Linked DNA regions of Rattus norvegicus: region 1 is linked to region 2. A link is a contact called in public Hi-C data. All regions are on one chromosome and are shown on one strand. The core of a region is the stretch at or near the end of the contact, and the rest is flanking DNA. Distances in the headings are between cores, read along the strand shown. Region 1 holds the start of Mtdh (metadherin). Region 2 has its middle 46 kb from the start of Mtdh.

Region 1 (3,334 bases), core at 816-3,315, 46 kb before region 2:
TCCACCTTCTAAATCACACCAACATTGCATTCACACCCGTATTTAGCACTTACGGGTCCATGAACACAGTTTTTATGAACACAGTCTCACACTAGCTGCCATGATTGACTTTAATTCCTATAAGCCCATCAAACATACCAGAGCACATCTCTTCATAGTAAGAACCTGGTACTGGCTTACTGAATTGTTCTGAAAAGGTGAAGAGTTACATTAAAATGATAGAAAAATAGGAGGTATTTCTTTTTCTTTTTGGAGACAAGGTTTCTCTATGTAGTCCTGGCAGACTGAAACTATGTAGATCAGGATGGTCTCAAACTCAAGAGATCCACCTGTCCCTGCCTCCTGAGTGCTAGGATTAAATCATATACTACCTATACTACATTAATGGATATTTCTAATATTACTTATCTTTCATATTACATAAAAATGCAAAAAAGGCTACTAAAATAATTCAGTGGGTAAAAGCACTTGCCAATAAGCCTGAGTACTGGACTTCAACCCTAAAGATCCACGTGGTGGAAGGAGAGAACCAACTCCAACAAGTTTCTCCTCTGACTTCTGCACGCCTGCCATGGCACAAGATCTCCCCAACAAATAACATATAACAAAATGCTACAGGCCTAATCACACTGAGGCCTAATAAAAATGGAATAACTTTTGCATTTCCACATGTGGTCCAGCAAACTGCAGTTTGAAACCTCTCAACCATCAGCATTCCAATTTGTCACCCCTTTTTACTTTATTAAAAACAAAAACCTTCCACCCTGTGGACTATACTATAGACTACTTTGCTGAACTTGCCTCATGTTTTGCTCAGGGCCATTATATCCAGAAGGAGTATTAGATCTCCAGATCCTGTACCAGCAATCCAATGGCCATACTCACCAAGCTAAGACAGGGTTACCCTTTCCCTTTAACATTTCCAACTAAGATGAGTATGTCTTGATATGGACACCTTTAATCCTTTAAGCCAGAGTTTTTAGGTCACCGTATATCCTCCACTAGCCGCGGTTTCAGGTCTCAACGTGACTTGAGATAGACATCTCTCTCTTCCAGACAGTCTTTTCAGAACTTCCCAACGTCACTGTACGGTCCCATTAACCTCCACATATGCAGCCTACTTCCATAGGCCTCTAAGAAGGATATGCTTTTGGGGAAGCCAAGGTTCCCATATGATGGCTCTAAGTTTGGGCACTTTTATTTATACCTACCCCTGGATCTAATTTCCTTGTAGAAAAACTCGACTTTCCTACTGGTTCTTATACTTTCCGACTTCCCCCTACTCAAGGAACGTGTTCACCTACCGCCTCGTCCTGAGCTCTCGCTTTAGTGTTCTCACCTCCCTTGACCACCGGGCTCCTCGCCACTACTCACTTTGGGCTTTTCAGGCAGCTTCTTCCGGTTCTTTTTCTTTTGCTCCTCGCTTCTGAGATTCTTCAGTTGGGCTGGGTCCTCGGGGGCCGGAGTCGGCGGGGTCACCTCCTCCCGCTTGCGGGGCGGGCTCCTTCGCTTTTTGCGGGCGCCGGCGCAAGCAGCGGCCCAGCCGTAACCTAGGAGGAAGAGAAGCAGCAACCCGAGAGCGCCGGTGCCCACCAGGATCACCCAGCTCGGGTACCGCTTCGGCTCCAACCCCAGGTCGAGGCCCAACTCCGTGCGCAGAAAACCTAGGCCGACAGAGAGCAACTCCCGCAGCCGGGCAGAGCCCTCCTCGGCCTGCTGAGCCAGTTCGTCCTGCCAGCTTCGTGCAGCCATCTTCCCTCCCGTCAGAGACTCTCGGGATGACGCCGGGGAGCACAGACGCCGCTGGAACAGTCGTGGGAAGCGACGAGGGCCGCGACACCTCAGGCCAAGCGCATCGCGGCCGCCCCTCACTCCAGAGTGGGGAATAGGTGGCCGCCGCCGCCACGGGGAGGGCCGAGGGTTCCCACTCCCTCCAGTCGGCCTCACGCCGCCGCCGCCAGGAGGACACGGGGCGGCGGGGACAGAGTGTCTCCAGAGGCGGCCGCTAAGTGGCGTCGGGGCGCCAGCGCCAGGCCTCGCTGTCCTCCCCCGGCGGAACAATGGCGGCTCTGGCCGCGATCCACGCTGCGCGCGGAGGCCGACCGGGTCACGTGGAGGTTGTGGGCGTGGCATGGGTCACGTGGGTGCGATGGGTGGGGCCGGGCAGACTTGGTCTTGGAGGGGTCTCCTTGAGCTGTTGGCGGCTTGGGGCCACGCGCCGCTTGAGGAGCCGGAGTAGAAGCCTGGCTGCGGAACTTCTGCAGGCTCGGGCGCTCTGAGTGCAGAAGGGGCTCCGGTTCGAGGCCTGCGCGCGAGCAAGACGGTCAGATCTATCAGAGTATGAGCTGGCTTTACGCTCTCTTTCCTGCAGTGATGGTGCAGTGGACCGACTTTTTCTCCCTAGGTCAGGGGCCAGTTGGATGCTTCCAGAGGGAGCTCTGTGGAGTCTGAGGCCACGGGCACGTGTAATTCACATCTGAGTATTTCTTCGTGGCAGACTAGCATATTAACATTTGCCAGCGTTTGCGTCGGTTCTCTCATTCACTCCTGCTGTCTGTTGTCAGGCTCCAGAATTAAAAAGTCCGCAAACCCGTGGGAGGCACTATTATTTTCCTACTAATTTGTAACCTTAATAGGAAGTATTGAGAGGAAGCCCATTAGACTGTATTTATATGCAAGAGAAGCATATTATTTTACGCTTTTATACGACACAAAAAGTTGCAATTTTTGAGTGCATGTGTTGTCCAACAGTCAAATGTAGCAATAGAGGGAAACTAGGTGGGTTGTGGAGTGTCGCTCAGTAACAGAACATGCTTGCTGAACATATGCAAGGCTCTGGCGTTGATTCCCAGGACCAAAAATAACTGAGGCGCTTCTTCAGTTCTTAATTATACAAATGCTTGGGGACTACCTTAGTACTTGTATTTTGCCTTTGCTGTAAGGAAACAGTGTCTATAATTAAGTGATAATTAGCATGTAAACAACTGAAATACAAACTAAAAACCTATTCATGTATTTTGACCCATCAGTATTGTAATGAGTTTTGTGATTAATGGGTGGCTTGGAGTTTTATAAGTAATAAACTACTCTTACTAAGCTTTTTGCACGCTTATAATTAAGGGCTAAATTATAAAGGCCAGAACCTTAAAATGAGATCTTCATGAACTCTAAAAATTAACAAATTCCATTCATAGTTTTGGAATAGGATTTATAACCTCACCTATTTGTGTTGGTCATAGTTTCCTGAGAAATTCTACTGATCAATTTAGATTATCCCACTCAGATTTATGAATTAGAGGATTGCAGTAATCATAGGTGAGTATGGTAGTCCCTC
Region 2 (3,088 bases), core at 157-2,656:
CCTACATGTCTCAACTTTAAGGTTGTCAGAATTAGCGAATAGTAATACAGGAGGTTCAGTTAAACCTGAGTTTTAGACACACAATGAAAACATTTTTAAAAAACATAGGCCATTCTTATTCCATTTTACTAATAATTATTATTAATAGGGATCCTATCTGGCCCACTCAAACCTAAAGGTCTTATTAAAAATGATCATAGAGCTTTGGTATTATGCTCGTTGATAAGTTACCTCTAGCTTTTCTGAGAGTGATTTTTATTTCTATGTTTTTCTAAGTAGAGGATAAATGTTTTGAACTGTCTGTGGCAAAGCTCTAGTCTCTCTATGTGGCCAGAGCTCAGCTAATGCTTGGCCGTGAATAAGTCTTCAGCATGGACTTCGTGTTCATTTTCCCGACAGGAAGGAATTCTGTGAGGTGAACATGAAGCAATATAAGGCCTGTTAAAAAGATTGCCATATTAGAGGGCTGACTGATGGCTCAGCAGATAAAGGCACGTGCTGTTAAGTCTGATGATCTCAGTTCAAACCCTGAAACCTGAATGATCGAAGGAGAGTCTACTCTTACAGATTGCCCTCTGACCTTCTCTACCACAAAGAAATAACAACTCAATGCAGGCTTTTTTTTGTTTTTGTTTTTGTTTTTGTTTTTGTTTTGAGGAAGGGTAATATTATGTAGCTCTGGCTGACTTGAAACTCAACATGTAGACCAGGCTGGCCTTGAACTAGAAGAAAAATCTTTGCTTCTGGAGTGCTGGGGTTAAAGGTTCACATCCACCCAGTATAAATGTGTTTTTTTTTTTTGTTTGTTTGTTTTTTGTTTTGTTTTGTCAATGTAATCTAAATTTCTAAGTGTATTAGGAAAATCAGAAGTTGTGTTTTGCCATGTTTTATCCATTACTAAATTCTGCTATTATCTTATCTGCAAGTTGTATTGATAGTAATTGATTTTAGGGGCTTTCTCATTGTGGCTAAGGAGGACAGCTGTCGTAGCCGTTGTTGTTGTTCCCTTTCATCATTCTGCAGATGCAGTAAACTGCCCTGTGCCGTAGCCAGCGCCTGCTTTGGCGATTTCTCCGTGCCAGCAGAGACCTTGCCTCTTACACGGGAAGAAGGGGACAGTTTTGACTCAGTTCTGACACCTTGCCATGTTTTCACTTCCAAAAGTTCAGATGCAGTGGCCTCCTTCTGAGTGCCATTTGTTTGTTCTCGGCAACGACAGCAAGTGTTTAAAAAAGAGATAATACCCATATCAAGTTTATTCCAGCAATGGAGTGGGGTGGGGGTCAGGAGGAGCCCAAGCCAATGTCACAAAGCTCAGAAGTCGGAGGGTTAAGCTTTCTTGGCCGGCCACTCTGTGGAGGTGGGGATTTTGAAACGTGATTCTTGGTTTCTGGAGGAACTTGCTGGATGGGAAGGCACAGCTCATGAGAGACAATGAAAAAGGAAGGGGCTGACGGGGTGGGTGGAGGGACATTCTTATATCTCAGGGGAGCAAAAAGGGAAATGGTGGCAGAGAAAGGAGGAATGGTGTGTCTGGCGCGGGCTAATCAGGGACTTCCTTATTCTCAAACCCAGAGTAGTTTGGAGTGTTTGCGATGCGAAGAAAGGAAGTAGTGGGGTGGGGGGATCCTGTTCTGTCCTATTTTTAGAGGTCTGGGAGGGGGAATATCCAGCCTGACTAGGATGAAACCACACCACTGGTGGCCAGGGTGTGTGTACAAGTGTGTGTGTGTGTGTGTGTGTGTGTGTGTGTGTGTGTGTGCATTGCAGTTGGGTGTGGGACTCTGGGACAAAGGTTTACTTAAAATAAACTCTGAGTGTTAATAAAATCAGGAAAACATGAAAAAGAAAACTTGATAGGTCTATTGCAGGCTTCTGTTTTAAAAGAATGACTTATTTTTAAGTAAATGGCTCTAAGTAAAATTTCTTTTCTTACTCTCCCTCCCACCAGTTTGTGCATGTGTTTGTGTGTTGTGTGAATGTGGAGACCAGAAGTTGGTGTCAGGTATCTTTCTTTGCTCTCCACCTTATTTTTTGATGCAAGGCATCGCACTGATTCAGCCAAGGAGCTCTAGGAAACTGTCTGCACCCACCCCAGCTCCAGTGCTGGGCTACAGCTGTGAATGACTGCATCTGGGTCTAACCCAGGTGATGGGGATTAAAACTCAGATTCCCATGCTTACAAAGCAGACACTTTCTGGACTTTATTTTTTTCTTAGAAACATGTAAGTCATGGTTCTGCATCAGTGCTTAGCATCTGAATGGACAGCATCACCATTAGAATTTCCTCTGAGATGATTATAAAACTGTGTGCTACTATACTAACCACGTATTGAAACAATTAGGTATTTTTTTCCTGAGAGTTCTCATGTTCAAATATATACATACATTCACACACACACACACACACACACACACACACACACACACACACACACAGGTTCTTTTTAAAAAGAAATGAGAGGTTAAGCTTCGTAGTGCATCCTTTAATCCCAGCAGAGGCAAGGGGATTTCTGTGAGTTTGAGGCTAGCCTGGTCTACAAAGTGAGTCCAGGAAGGCCAGGGCTACTAGACAGAGAAACCCTATCCTGAAATTAAAAAAAAAGGTAATGAGATTACACAGTATTGGTAGCTGAAATCAACTGAGACCCTTCTATACTATATGTCAGTATGTCAGATACTGTCCTTGGGCCCTTATCTGGAGACCCCATGCAATCTTCACAATAACATGGTGAAGTAGTGTCATTATTTATTTAGACATAGCCTCACTAGGTAATCCTGGCTTCCTGGAACTCAAAGAGGTCCACTCCTTCTGCTTTCTGAGTGCTGGGATTAAAGGTGTCAGCCTCCAAAATCAGTCCTCTGTACTTTTAATATATAAAAGTATCTTAAACTATTAAAAAATCAACTGCCTTTGCATGTTAGTGATTTGTAATCTGACTCCCCCACTTAAATTAGCATGTAACGTATCTCCTTTCATGTTGACACCGATCTATTACAAATAGGGTTCAGTGTATGGAGGTGGCCCTTCAGCTTTGCACATAGGCTTTGCTATGCCTCGATGGGCCATTGGCTCCACATTAACCTG

Evidence for each region. A called contact is a pair of places that touch in the nucleus more often than the background predicts.
Region 1: a contact with region 2 is called in a Hi-C map of psoas muscle, with 2.5 times the contacts expected there. The contact joins the promoter of Mtdh here to the enhancer-like site in region 2. A contact is called at or near these places in 2 of 12 Hi-C or Micro-C datasets (prefrontal cortex and psoas muscle).

Annotation. Positions count from the first base shown.
Region 1 is chr7:67,191,391-67,194,724 of GRCr8, reverse strand. Mtdh (metadherin) reads right to left here and starts at 2,065. Exons shown (of 12, transcript NM_133398.2): 1 at 1,375-2,065. The coding sequence starts at 1,752. LOC134479891 (a long non-coding RNA gene) reads left to right here and starts at 2,211. Exons shown (of 2, transcript XR_010053749.1): 1 at 2,211-2,338.
Region 2 is chr7:67,144,674-67,147,761 of GRCr8, reverse strand. No RefSeq gene overlaps it. Among named protein-coding and RNA genes, the nearest start is that of Mtdh, 46 kb to the left of the region's middle. Within about 2 kb of position 1,406, at least 6 of the 93 cell types and tissues checked have an H3K27ac peak or open chromatin away from gene starts, as enhancers often do.